Linked DNA regions of Neogale vison: region 2 is linked to region 1. A link is a contact called in public Hi-C data. All regions are on one chromosome and are shown on one strand. The core of a region is the stretch at or near the end of the contact, and the rest is flanking DNA. Distances in the headings are between cores, read along the strand shown.

What was found. A called contact is a pair of places that touch in the nucleus more often than the background predicts.
Region 2: a Hi-C map of fibroblasts shows a contact between it and region 1, with 5 times the contacts expected there. The contact joins the promoter of TRPM7 here to the enhancer-like site in region 1.

Annotation. Positions count from the first base shown.
Region 1 is chr13:77,368,647-77,371,346 of ASM_NN_V1, forward strand. No RefSeq gene overlaps it. Among named protein-coding and RNA genes, the nearest start is that of AP4E1, 18 kb to the left of the region's middle. Within about 2 kb of position 1,310, the one cell type or tissue checked has open chromatin away from gene starts, as enhancers often do. A contact at or near this core is called in fibroblasts, where this site is marked.
Region 2 is chr13:77,529,494-77,532,236 of ASM_NN_V1, forward strand. It overlaps TRPM7 (transient receptor potential cation channel subfamily M member 7), which reads left to right and starts at 1,440. Exons shown (of 38, transcript XM_044229494.1): 1 at 1,440-1,675. The coding sequence starts at 1,673.

The DNA of each region.
Region 1 (2,700 bases), core at 60-2,559:
TGAAGAGCATGTGGGGAAATCCTTACATATTGCTGGTAGGAATGTAAAATGAAGAAGCCACACTGTATAACAGCTTGGTAGTTTTTTTTAAAAGGTAAACAAATTTGCCATATGACCTAGAAATTCTACTACTAGGTATTTACCCAAGAGAAATGAAAACGTATGTTCACAAGAAGACCTGTATATAAACATTCACGGCAATTTGGTTATTCATAATAACCAAAAGCTGGAAACAACCCAAATGTCCATCAATTGACAAGTGGGTAAACAAGGTCATATGTCCATGTAATGGACTATTTTCAGCTATAAAAAGGAATGAAGCACTGATTCATACTACAACATGGATGAACCTTGAGAACAGTATGCCAAGTGAAAGAGGCTAGTTTAAAATATATATATATATATTATATGATTCCATGTGTATGATATGACCAGAAAGGTTAAATATTTAGAAACAGAAATCAGAAAAATAGTTGTCTGAAACTGGAGGTGAAATTGAGGATAGACTGCAAATACTTATGAAGGGCCCTTATGGGGTTTTGGACATGTCTAAGTCTAGATAGTAACAGTGGTTGCACAGCACTATAAATTTACTAAGAACTATCAGCCGTATACTTACAATGGGTGGATTTTTAAGATATGTAAACTATTTCAATAACACTGTAAAATTGTTAAATGAATTTCAGAAATGCTTGTCCATTACTGATTGACAGTCTTGCTATAGGATCTTTCTGTGACTTAGTGACCAGGGATGCATACAGAAATGGAAAGAGAAATCTGTTTAGAAAAATTAATACCTTAATGAGGCCCTATAGAGAGTGAGCAGAGAAAAATTTCAAGAGGGAAGGCTTGGGAATGCCCAGAAATTGTTCAGGAAACTCTCCAGGCTGAGGCAAGGCCTAGAAAAGGAGACATACTGGGTGGAGTTCTGGGGACTGCAATGGTGAGGATTTAGTCAACTTTAAAGAACACAGTTCCACTCTCATACTCAAGGGGTCACCAGAGGAGCAAGTCCCAGAGTGACTGCAGCCATTTCCAACCCCCCAAGGCAGGGCCTTCTGAGCTCATTGAAAACTTGACCCAGGTTCTTTAAAGACCAGGACTCTAAATTTTCTTTCTTGGGAGGAAGAGGAAATATGCATGAAGGTGGCTTCCTTTTAAGTCTGAAAATGTGGCAGGAAGAGCCAAGAGAGGCCCTGTGACTCTCTCCTGGGGAGAGGCAGCGATTGTAGCCAAAAGAAACTGCCCTAAGAGGAGCTTTTTCAGAATGACACATGCTATTTTCTTCCTCTCCCTCCGTGACTCAGATTCATATTTCACACAGACCTTTGCCTGTATTTTCTTTCCTCTGCCTTGACCGCTAGCCAGCAGGCTGTGTCCACAGTGTTTTCCCACTCCTGCTCCCCAGTCTGAGTCAGTCTGGTAAAAACATTAGCTGGAAAAGATTTGGTTTTTACCAGGTAAATTCCTCTACAAGTACCTTTGTAATGAAAACCTCTAAGAGAGTCCTCCGCAGCCCAGCTTGTATCTCACCTAATTTAAGTCATAGTCAATGAATCAAAATTCTAATCCATACCACGTATTTGGACAGTCCAGTGGCACTTGTAAAAAGATTTGACCTATAATACTTTCTTTTCCCCAAAGAACTTAAGAAATAAGTAGAGGCAAAAACAGAATTCTTTCTGTAGTTGGAGAATATTTTCCCACAGACCCTTGTTTTAAAACTCCAGTTCTCAGGAAATCTCTGTAAGGACTTTTCCCAATAGTCTACCCAATCCCAGACAAAAAAGAGAGATAGGGTCTAGATTTGATAAGCAGGAATCTTCTCAGAAGGAAACCATGGGAACTGTCTCAATATTCAAGCAGACCCTGGTCCAGAGCATTGTAGAAAATGATCAAGGGATCAGAAATGAATCTAGTTAAAGGAAACAAAAGTGGGGCACCTGGGTGGCTCAGTGGGTTAAAGCCTCTGCCTTCAGCTCAGGTCATGATCTCAGGGTCCTGGGATCAAGCTCCCGCATCATCCATCGGGCTCTCTGCTCAGCAGGGAGCCTGCTTCCCTTCCTCTCTCTCTCTGCATGTCTCTCTGCCTACTTGTGATCTCTCTCTCTGTCATATGAATAAATAAAATCTTAAAAAAAAAAAAAAGGAAATAAAAGTGGCATACCAAAGAAGTGAGTGTTATGTTGAGGCCTGAAGCCATACTAATGTACTAATGAGAGTCAAGTCTTTAAAAATTCAGTACCTAGATCATATAACAGAATTAATTGCATCAGTTGTTCTTACATAGTGCTAGGGGCATCATTACTTGGAGAAGCCATTTTCTCCTTCTCCCAGCTCCATATAATAGAAACTTCCACTTCTTAAAAATTATGAAGAGCATTTGCCTTCCCACTATTAAGTAACCTTCCCTAGTTCTCCCCAAGGAAGGACTGACTTATCTGACTGTGGCACCTTGTCCTGGGAGCAGCCTGCCTACCAGACAAGAGCATCCCCACCCTGAGTCCCAAACACACACATGAACACCCACCCCTGCCTCCCCAGAAGTCTAGGGTAGAGTATTAGAAAGTGTGGTCATAAGCCCTGGCATGTGACTCCTCCATTTTGGCCTCGCTTCCATCAAAGCTAACATTTTTCTCTCAATATGCCTAATTCGTGTGGTCTGTTTCTCAAAAGCTTCTGAACACGAAGGGGGTAAGA
Region 2 (2,743 bases), core at 190-2,689, 160 kb after region 1:
CACCTTCTAGACTACAAACTCCCTTAAGGCAAGAAATGTGTAGGCCCAGCTGAGATCTAGAAAATAAACCTTTATTGAAGGGACGGGTAAATTAGACAAAATCCCTGCCCCAAGGTGCTGATAATCTAGTAGGAAAGGTATGACACATATTATAGAACATTTTTGTTTTAGCCTCGGTCCTGCTGGACCCGCCAGATGGGGAAGGAATACAGAATACTTGAAGACTGTTCATAAGCATGGCCCAAGCTTGTCAGGTAAAGCAATGCGCAGATTAGTTTTGTTGGAGAGAAGATCCTATTTCACTGAACTGTGGGTCATAACATTACGCCCAAAGAAAAACAACAAAAAGTACACACTGTATGATTCCATTATATAAATCCCTGAAATATGCAAACTAATCTATATTGACAGAAGGCAGATCAGTGACTGCTAAGGGATGGGAATGGGGAGGAACAGGATGGAGGGATTATGAAGGAAGGGACGAAACGTGGGGGGTGATGAACATGTTCACTATCTCGATCATGGTGATTTCGGTAGTGTATACCCACGTCGACACTTGTGAAATTGCACATTTAAATATGTGACGGTTCTTGTAAATCAGTTATTCCTCGATAAAGCTGTGTTTAAAAAAGGGCTGCGATAGAGCCAGGTAATAGAGGGTCAGACCGACAAACTTCTTCCTTGGGAGCAGAAAGCTCTTATGCGAAAAACAAGTTAGTAACGTAACGCTGTTAGTCAAACCCGGGCTTAGCGAAGGAAAACAAAAAGCAGAGAGGCTGTTATTAGGCCCGGGAACAATCCGCAGCCTTTGATTAAGGCGGGTGGTGTATGCGTTGTCTGGGGGGGGGGGGGACATCTCTGGAAGGAAAGGATGGAGCCCACAGTTAAATGTGGGAGAATTTTTTTCTGGCAGAAACAGAGGAAGTTGGAGGAAGAACGTGATCTGGGGTGAGAAGATGATGTGGCACTTTGGACGAGGAGAGTAAGACTTCTCGCTAACGCACAGAGAAGAGGCTGGGAAACGCCGCAGGACAGCGTAGGCAGGGGCCAGGCCCAGTTGGTGTAGCGGACGGCGGCCAGGCCCGGCTAGCGGAGATGGGACCACGCCGCAGCTCCAGTCTGGATCCCAGAGGCCCGGAACCTTAAGCCTTCACTATAGCTCCCTCGAGTTCCATTCCCGGGGGTTGGGGGGGACACATGTCGGTGCGAGGCCCGCCCAGGTAGCCAATGGAGACCCCGAGTAATCACCCGACCCTCCACGGGAAACCCGGAGCGGTAGGCGGAGGCGCCCGTGCCCGGCGCGTGCGCGCGGCACGGAGGGAAGCGGCCTGGACGGGAGGGAGCGCGCGCCCTTCACGTGACCCAGCCCGCGGGCGGCGACGCACACGACGCGCCCCTCACGTGGTCTGTCTCCAGCCCCGTCGCCGGCGGAGGCGGGCGCGGGCGCGTCCCTGTGGCCAGTCACCCGGAGGAGTTGGTCGCACAATTATGAAAGACTCAGCTTCTGCTGCTAGCGCCGGAGCTGAGTTAGTTCTGAGAAGGTTTCCCTGGGCTGTCCTTGTTCGGCGGCCTCTGCTGCCGCCTTCGGAGACGCTTCCCAATAGATGGCTACAGGCCGCGGAGGAGGAGGAGGTGGAGTTGCTGCCCTTCCGGAGTCCGCCCCGTGAAGAGAATGGTACTGGACCCACGCAGGCCCCGGCGGGGGAATGGCCCTGAGGGGTGGCTGGCAGGGAAGGGGGTTGGACCTGACTGGCAAGTGTGCGTCCGGAGCCGTGCTTTCTGGGGCGAAGGAGCCCGGAATTGCCTTGAGGCTTCCGGACTTGCCCTGGCGGGACGGGAGTGCAGTTCGTTCGGGGGTGAGGGGCAGGAAGCAGGTATAGCAAATCTGGCACGACAGCTGGCCGCGGGAATGCCCCGAGCGGGGACCTGGCTCCAGCGAGGGGCCCCTCGGGGCGGCAGAGGCGCGAGCCAGGGAGTACCTGCTAGAGCCGAGCGGCCGCAGCGCGCCAGACGCAGCGCTCAGCCTCCGAGCTCCGCATCTCCCGGGAGCGCGTTCCTCCTGGCGCCAGTTGCTGGCAGATAAGGGAGCCAAATGCTCTGCTCAAGTTCGGCTTGGAAAGGGAAGGAGGGCTGGGAGGAAACACAAAAGGGATAGAGGACACGGGGTTGGAGCTGTGCAGTATTTGCTTGCGCAGCGGATACTCCACAGGTACGTTTTCCGTCTGGAGCCAAAGAGGAGGGATTTGACGATGTTGATGGCAGATCTGGTTTCCAGTTTTCCTTAGCAAGAATTAAGGATTTTTATTGGGACGCTGCTGTAGGTACCGAGGCGACGTGTTACTGGTATTTATGTCGAACTTGCTCATCCGTTGCCCTAGAGAGGGGTTTTAAACCTACCATTACAGTGGAGACGGATTCGGTGCATTGCAGCTTTTGATGGAGCTTTTTGTTGTTATTGTTAAGGCCAGGAATCAGATTGGAAGTTTACAAAGAAAGTAATTTAGATCAGGAACTTGAAGAGCAAAGTGTTTTTCTGGTCAGTACTTGATAGGTTTCATGCAAACGTCTCTCCCTCTGCTGGAGTCTGGCAGGGTTTACTTTTCTCCAGAAGTTAATTCAAGTGCCATACAAAAGTGAAACCACGAATATTGTTATGCTCTGAATAAGTAGTGCACCTTACACTATTTTCCACCTTCTATGGTAATGTAAAGTCAACAAAAGCGTCATTTTACTTTTTTCCTTA